3 separate regions of the Sus scrofa genome follow, and regions 2 and 3 are each linked to region 1. Evidence: chromatin contacts called from public Hi-C and HiChIP or PLAC-seq data. All regions are on one chromosome and are shown on one strand. Each heading gives the region's core, a stretch centred on a gene start, on an enhancer-like site or on the middle of the called end of the contact. The rest is flanking DNA. Distances are from core to core; before and after follow the strand shown.

Region 1 (2,700 bases), core at 139-2,638:
AGTCTGCCTCTGGTCCTTGGTAAACAAAGTGTGTGCCTTAGAGCCACAGGGGCTGTCAGATCTTCTACAAGTTATTCCAAATCTATACAGTGCATCTCCAGGTCACCAAAGGGCAAAAGAGAGACATTAGGTATTAAAGATGAAAGGAACGGAAAATGATCCAAGTCTAACCACATCATTTCACAGATGCAGAGACTGAGGCCCAGAAAGGTCCAAAGACTCAGTTACCAGACCCTAGATGCAGCTCCTCAGTTCTGTAGATCAGAGGTACAAAATTTCTAACGTTTAAGGTCTCAGAGGTTTGGTACTTTCCATAATAAATCAGTAAGAACGCAATTCTTGCATTTTTTCTCTCCTCAAAACTCTCTAGAGATCAAGATCAGGTGGGTAGGGGATTTAGGATTTTAACCCTTCCTTTCCACCAAACGTAATGAACCTCTAAACCTGGAAGGCGGGGTTGTTCGGTTCAGGCAACATCTCCAGCACCTAGCACGCAGCACCAAGCACCAGTACCTAGCAGGCACTCGGTAAATACTCTGTCTTCCACCTGACAACCCCCACTCCCTGCCCCATCCACTCCAAGCCAGCAGTGGAGCCAGAAAACTTTCTTTTGCCAACGCTCCTTTTCTTGAAACTTTTTTTCAGTAACTCCAGGCCAAGAAGCCAGCCGACGTAGGGGCATGTGGCCTTTGCCAGGAGCTGAGGATGGGGTGTCCTGCCCTTTAGGGGCTGCTAAGCGATCCTGGGCCGGGAACCAGGTGTGCCCGCTGCTCAGAGGCCGCCCGGGCCGCGTCCTGACTCTGCCGATCACCAACTTCTCAAACTTCCCTTTCCGGGGGTGGGGGCGGCCAGGACTGCCGGCACGGCGCCCTTCCTTCCCGCACAAAGGGGGCCGGGTGCGCCCCGCGCCCCCCGCCACGGCCACTCTCCGGGTTTTTGGAAAAGAAAAACGCACACGTCCCCGCGCGGGGCGCCGGGCCGCGGGGATCGGGGACACGTCCCGGCTTCCGCCCGCGCTCGCAGCCCGGGCCACTGTCAAGCGCAACCCGGTGGGGACCCGGGGACCCCAGCGCCGAGACCGGGTAGGGGCCACTCACCCGACTTGGGAACGTGCGGCGGGATCGTGCTGGCGATGCGCGTCCACAGGACGACGTGCAGCGGCCACAGGCCCCCGAGCAGCCCCCGGCCCATGGCAGCCCCCGCCGCTCGGCATAGACCGGCCCGAGCGCGCCCGCTGCGCCTCCACCCGCGCCCTCCGGACCCGCGCCGGGCGCCGGCAGCGGTGCGGCCAGATGTGGCGCCGCCCGGCGCGCGCAGGGGTAGCAGCGGGCGAGGCGCAGGGGCCCGGGCGGCCGAGGGGGTGCGCGGGAGGCCGGCCCGGCCGGCGGGTGCGCGCGCGGGGTGTCGTCGGGCCGGGCGCGCGAGTGACTCACGACTTCTCCCTGGCGCTGCGGGGGAAACAGGAAACTCCTCGCCAACAGCTGGGCAGGACCTCTCGCCGCCCCGGAGCCTGCTCCCCCGGCCCGGCTCCCGGCCCTCGCCCTCCCTCGCAGCTGCCAATCACGTCCCCGGGACTGCCCCTCCGGGGCTCTGGCAGACTTTGAGCTACCCCTCGCTGCTGTTGCCGGTTCCTCGCTCGAGGACCTACTGTGGAGCGACCTAGTGCAAGGGTTACAGAAAGTCACTGAACGCAGAAAGCATGAACCCTTTCCAAAGCACCCCTGCGAAGCATTCTCCCCTCCCCACTACCCTTTTTGAGTTTGTTCTTCAGTGCTTTAGAACGGAGTTTTCAAACTCCCAGGGGCAACCCAGCAGTGGGTGCTGAAACCTGAGTTGTGAGCACGTTTTTGGTTTTCAAATAGAAGAGTATTGTCTCCTTAAACTTTTGTTTCAATTATGTATGCCTACACTGTCACATTGTGATACATGTTTGTTACTGAAGGAGAAAGTCCAAAACTTTGTCTCCAAGTTTAATGTACTTATGGACTCCCTGAAAGTCTCGTTAAAATGCGGATTCTGCCTCAGTTCCTCTAAGAGACAGCATTTTGATAAGCTCTTGGATGATATCTCCCATTTTGAACCGCCTTTTTTTCCTGGGGGTGACTCAGTGTGTAATTGTACATGGTAAGACATCACAGAGTGGTAACAGTGGAAAATGTTACCTTCATTGTGTGTCAGGTATGGCAGAAAGTGTGAAAATAGTGGCCTGGGACTCAGCTAAGTGCCAGGTCTTGCCTTCTAATGCTCTGTGACAGGAGAGAACCCTGAGTCTGTCCCCTGAAAAGGGGGACATTGGTGGTAGCAGAACAGGACCAACTTTAAACTTTCCCTACTTGCTAGGTTGACCAGGTTTGCCCCAAACCATTCTGATGTACATCTGTTCCAAAACTAAATTATTAATAGAACCCTTTTCTTGTTCCCATGTGTCTCAGTTGGATAATGACTTATATGCTCACCCTACTTTCAGCCTTCCAAGTACAGCGTTCCCATCAGGAGACCTTTCACAATAAACTCCTTTATCTGAGAGAAAACTTGTTTGCAGAGGCAGGTGGCCAGGCTTACGTAGAATAAAGGCAACTAACTCTCCCTGGAAACCCAACCCCTGAAATCTTCCCTATCAATCTACGTTCTTCTGCTTGATCCTGGAGCCTTAAGTCTTGTCACCATTGTTCCACCCAGCCCTGCAGCTGCCTCTGAATG
Region 2 (2,700 bases), core at 90-2,589, 67 kb before region 1:
ACTAAGTTACTTTTGGAAGAGCTGTGGGGGAAGACATTTCAGGCAGGAAACCAGAAAATAACAGAGTCAGCCAGACAGCAAGTGCTGTCCTTGTGCAGGGACCCAGGGAAACAGGGGATGGGACAGCAAAGCTGCCATCAGGAGGGGGTGACCCGGACCCCCCTGGAGGGTCCGCTAAGAAAGTTCTCGACAGGAGGAATTATCAGAGCTGGCAATGGTGCCAACCAGACTCGCTTGGAGCAAAATGCTGGGGAGGTTGGCCCAGTGACCAAAGCTGTTGTAACCTGAACAACTAAATAATATTGATGATATTAAATACCCACAGAATAAAAAAATACCCACAAGTCCATACTGACATAAATACAGAGGTAAGTGAATAAATAGCAGGGACTGGTGAGAGGAAGGACAGATATTTCTTAAGTAGAATATCACGAGTAAATGAAGAAGGGAAATGTTATAGTAATATCTGTCACTGGCAATAACTATTGATAGATCCTAAAATGAGCAGGTAAAATTATGATTAAAAAAAAACAGGGTTAGGGAGTTCCCGTTGTGGCGCAGTGGTTAATGAATTCAACTAGGAACCATGAGGTTGTGGGTTCGATCCCTGCCCTTGCTCAGTGGGTTAAAGATCCGTCGTTGCCATGAGCTGTGATATAGGTCGCAGACTCGGCTTGTATTCTGCGTTGCTGTGGCTCTGGCGTAGGCCGGCAGCTACAGCTCCGATTAGACTCCTAGCCTGGGAACTTCCATATGCATGCCGCGGAAGCAGCCCAAGAAATGGCAAAAAGACCAAAAAACAAAACAAAAAAAAACAAAAAACAGGGTTAGTATCCTGACTAAACAGGTATTTTGTCAAAGTACCTGCCCACAAGGTATGTATTAATTACAAATGGAAAAGGTAGTGTCTTCACAGGGAGAAGGTGTCACATGGAGACACCTTCACTGTGTGCTAAAATTGGACGAAAACTGACATCTCCTTCCCCATGTGACACCCTGAGAAGGGCACAAGGACATTTCTGTGTTGTTCTTGCCTAAAATAATGCACGGTCCCAATCTAATCATGAGAAGACATCAGAGAAACCCAACATGAGAGACCATCTATGACATAACTGGTCTGAATTCTTCTCAAGTGTCAAGGTCACAAAAGAAACACAGCCTGAGTCACTGCCACACACCGAAGGAGATGACTGAGGTGGCCGGCACGCTAAGGTCCCGTGGAATCCTGGAGTGGATCCTGTTCCCCATGGGTCGGGGCTTGAGAATCCGAGCAAGTCCTATAGGTCAATTAAGGGACTGATGTCCATTTCCTGCCTTCCACGGCTGTCCTTGGTTTAGGCAAGATGTTACTATGAGAGGAAGCTGGGTAAAGGGCATATAGGAACTCCCTGTACTACCCATGCAATGCTTCTGTGAGTCAGAAATCATTACAAAACAAAAGGTTAAAAAGAACACTGGAGTTAGCTTGGCTTGACTTAGCATCCAGCCAGGAACCGGCTGGGATACATACATTCCTAAGACGAGAACTAAGACCCATGGAAACCATTGAGAGGAGAGTCAGAACAAGATAAAGTGATGTAGACATCAGCTATTCTCAGCTCCAGGAAGATCAGGGGACAATACTCAAACAGTGACATCGCCCCCATGCCTCCGAAGAACACTGCATTCCTCAGGAGCCCCCTCTTCACTACATTTCTCAAAATCTAAACAAATGTATCAAACCAGTCTGCTTGTTTCTCCCTCCAAGGAAAGTTATATCCATAAAAGTAAATTTTGAGTCAAAGCCATTTCCTGGACCTTATAATTCTGAAAAAAACCTTGAAATACAAAAAGAAACAAAACTCAGATGCTTTTCTGAAAAGTGGAATTGATCTGAGAAACAGAAATAATTCTTATAAATATTACTAGTGTTCATCTCTTGCCAAAGATATAAATATCTGAGGAGAGATGGGTCAAGAGAAAAGTAATTATACTTCAAGAAAGGAGAGGCAACACTCTATGCTCCAAACCTGGCTTTCATTCTGGAAGGGCTGTGTCCTACCAGATCTCAATTGGCTCTCACTGCAGATTAACTCTTTTGTCTCCCTGGAATTGTGCTGAAGCAAAGGGCATGACATCATTTTGGAGGGCGTGTCAGGTACCAGGGTGCCATGGCGGTGGTCCATGCCTACCTCCCACCGCGTTGCAGCGAGACGTCATCTCCCAGAGCACCAGAGCCATGGAGTAGACATCCGTCTGCTTGAAGGACTCAACATTCTCCAAATTCATCCTGGACTCTAGGACTTCAGGAGCCATGTATCTTGCAGTTCCCACCTAAAGCAAAAGCAGACATTGAAGCCCATCACTGCATGCCAACTGCATGTCTCTTTTCAACATATAGCTGCTGTTTGTCCCCTACTTGGGTAGTTGGTCTTTAAAAGCACAGTGCTTTTACAAATAATGAGACCTGCACAGAAAAGCACAGTTTTTGTAAGTATTTTTTTTAAAGTAGGTGTTCTCTCCCTGAAAACCTGTTAAAGAATATCAAGAAAAAAAATGCCAAAATAAGGAAATACCAATCCCCAGAGCTGCTTTGTCTAGCCCCCTGACACATGTCATCCTATTATGTATATAATAACATCCCTGCAGAGAACCTGAGATGACGATGGTGATACTTTTGATATTTACTTTTGTTTTTGTAAATTAAATACATTTTCATTC
Region 3 (2,700 bases), core at 71-2,570, 94 kb before region 1:
ATGTAGGCAGGATAGGGAGAGTCCAGATAGGGCAAAAGAGCAATAATGGAAGAAGAAGTGGTAGATGGAGGAGCTTGGGTGAGACCCAAGACTCCTAGTCCCACAGGGCTCCATATGTACCACCACAGCCACACCAGGCACACTGACAACCCAGCCTCTCAAGGATAAGGGTGGTCTCTTTACAGTTACAGGGAAATAGGGCTTAGCTCCCTCAAGAGTCTGTTTTATCCAAAGATTTTGGGAATATCATGTCTTTAGTATGACAACAATACAACTTCATTTGGAAGCAGATATAATAATGCTTATATGCACTCTGTTCTAACCACTTTGAAAACAGTAGCTCTGTTTTTATACTAATTCTTACTACTCTCCCAGGGAGGGTCTACCATTACCCCATTTTACATGGTAGGAAACCAAAGGAATAAAACGGTTAAAAGGCTTACATCAAGTCAGACAGTCAATGCAGAGTTAGGATTTGAACCAAGGAGGCCTGACTCCAGAGGTCCCAATTTTAAGGATTTTGTTATGGATATTCAGACAAAACATGATTTTGAGGCATTTTATCCTTTTTGATGACCCTCTGGCCCCAAGGCTACCATTATTCTGTTGTTTATACTGCAGACACGAGATGGGGAAGATTTGAGGACAATCTCAAAGTGTTTTGCTGCACAAGCCGCACGTGGAGTGCCTTTTCAGGATCAGGGATGTGTGTGCCTGTGTGTGTGTGTGTGTAGAGACAAGAGGGAGAGAGCACACATTTCACACCATGTGCAATTTTAGCTTAATTCAAATAGGAAGACTATTAGCAAGCTATTTTTAAATGCACTGAAGATCAAGAGGTGTATTAGAGTTAAATTACACTCTGTGAGGCTGATTGGCAGGCCATGTTGTGGGAAAGTTCACAATCTTGTCTTTATCTGCATACTTTGCAAAGTAGGCCCAAAAGCCATGGCCCCAAACTCAGTGTGTGGAGCTATAATTATTCAAGTGAAAAAAAAAACTAATTAGAAATGTGATAAGTAACAATTAGGCAGCCTATTTCGGGAGGAAAATGAACAAAATTGCAAATGCCAACTGTGGTGACTTTTGTGAAAAAGGATGGGCATGCTTGCATACAGGAAAAGTTCTCTGTCACCTTGGGAAGGGATTTCCCTCAGGACTGGACTATTAGTGTGTCATTTGCATAGAGAGCTTAAAACAAAACCCACCCCTGCCAACTAGAAACTCCCAGGCACCAGGAGTGCCTGCATCCAGAGCTGCTGATGGTGCAAGGATCAAGACCCTGCCAAGTGTGCTTAGAGACTTACTGCCAACCAGGAATGCTCCTGACTTTGCAGCAGCCAGAACTGAAAGAACCCAGGCAAAACATAGCCTGCAAGAGGGGTCAGAACATCTTGGCTCCTGTTCTGGCTGGAGCACTTGGGCTGGAGCCCAGAGTTCACATGCCTTTGAGAAATGACTTTTGCTTCCTGGGCTCCCTGATGGCCACTCCTCGCCCCTCCAGTGCAAACTGCACCTTCCCCATCTGCATTTCAGGCTAAGGAATTAGACCCCCAAGTATTCCAGGGTTCCACCTTGCCCTCCAACTCTGGCCTCACCTTGTGCTCAAGGTCAGAGTGAGGCTCTGAAGTCTGACTGCTTCATTTCAAATCCTGGCCTTAAGACTGCTCACTGTGGGGCTTTTACTAATACCCAGGGAACATTTGGCTCCCTGCCTCTTTTTCCTTGCTTCTAATACAGAAGTAAGACTATATCGTAGGTTGGTAGTGATGATTAAAACAAATTTTAAAAGATGGTAAAACAGAGAAGATGGTGTTTGGTGCTTCCCGTGCTTCAGAAATTTTAGTGATTCACAAGGATTTGCTTCTTTAGGGGAAGCACACTAACCTTGTCATTCATACTCCCAGCTCCTGCGGTTGCCAGAAATAAAGACTGTTATCTACTTAATGCAGTAAAAAAAAGTCAATTTGGCTATAATTAAAATCAGCTATATTTCAAGCAAAGGCTGAATGTGTTTATTTTTTTTCTAGTACGTGTTAAAATAAAAAAAAACAAACCCACTAAAATAATGTTTTTAAAGTTTGGCACGATCCGAGATCTGAATCCATCTGAAAGACTAAGCTCATTTCACACATTAGATAACACTATTCACTCGTCTTCCAGTTGTACTCTCAGCAAAAATTTAGACAGCATTTCTTATATGCATGGGAAGTCAGCTGGGCAACAAGGCTGAGATTATGCCTCATTTGTCCGCATCAGGCAACAGCCCCATGTGGGGTGGAGGTAGAAGAGAACAATGCTGGTGCCATGTGAATGGGGTAGGACACATTCATGGTGGTGCGGTACACCCAGGTCCCTCAGGAGACAACATTAATTAGAGAAAAGAACCAAGCAATCTTCCAAATTGTTATTCCAAATTCTGGGCTCCAGGACAATATGGCTTTGCAAGCAGAGTCTACCTCTGTGAGACCCTAGGCATCTTCTGGAGTCCTCTGAGCAGTTTTTCTCATCTGTAAAATGGGCATAGTACCTACCTCATAGAGCTAGTGGAGGAGTCAGTCGAATGACACAGCGGGTCAGCAAACGGAAGTTCTCCCAGATCATTGGTCTCTCACAGGGCAGGTTCTTTCCTGTTGTCCAGGCCTGCAGTTTTTGTGTCCACTTCCTCTGCTTTGATAATGTGCTCTAGGATGTACCTCA

Evidence for each region. A called contact is a pair of places that touch in the nucleus more often than the background predicts. HiChIP or PLAC-seq counts read pairs in DNA pulled down with a chosen protein or histone mark.
Region 2: a contact with region 1 is called in an H3K27ac HiChIP or PLAC-seq map of alveolar macrophages. The contact joins the enhancer-like site here to the promoter of TGFBR2 in region 1. A contact is called at or near these places in 7 of 47 Hi-C or Micro-C datasets (alveolar macrophages, blood, fetal skeletal muscle and 4 more) and 2 of 2 datasets of contacts at active chromatin or transcription factors (alveolar macrophages and skeletal muscle).
Region 3: a Hi-C map of skeletal muscle shows a contact between it and region 1, with 4 times the contacts expected there. The contact joins the enhancer-like site here to the promoter of TGFBR2 in region 1. A contact is called at or near these places in 1 of 5 promoter capture datasets (liver), 10 of 47 Hi-C or Micro-C datasets (alveolar macrophages, embryonic fibroblasts, epiblast stem cells and 6 more) and 2 of 2 datasets of contacts at active chromatin or transcription factors (alveolar macrophages and skeletal muscle).

Annotation. Positions count from the first base shown.
Region 1 is chr13:16,783,058-16,785,757 of Sscrofa11.1, reverse strand. It overlaps TGFBR2 (TGF-beta receptor type-2), which reads right to left and starts at 1,388. Exons shown (of 7, transcript XM_021071493.1): 1 at 1,098-1,388. The coding sequence starts at 1,191.
Region 2 is chr13:16,850,065-16,852,764 of Sscrofa11.1, reverse strand. TGFBR2 (TGF-beta receptor type-2) reads right to left here. Exons shown (of 7, transcript XM_021071493.1): 5 at 2,172-2,313. Among named protein-coding and RNA genes, the nearest start is that of TGFBR2, 67 kb to the right of the region's middle. Within about 2 kb of position 1,339, at least 3 of the 83 cell types and tissues checked have an H3K27ac peak or open chromatin away from gene starts, as enhancers often do. A contact at or near this core is called in alveolar macrophages, where this site is marked.
Region 3 is chr13:16,877,466-16,880,165 of Sscrofa11.1, reverse strand. No RefSeq gene overlaps it. Among named protein-coding and RNA genes, the nearest start is that of TGFBR2, 94 kb to the right of the region's middle. Within about 2 kb of position 1,320, at least 3 of the 83 cell types and tissues checked have an H3K27ac peak or open chromatin away from gene starts, as enhancers often do. A contact at or near this core is called in skeletal muscle, where this site is marked.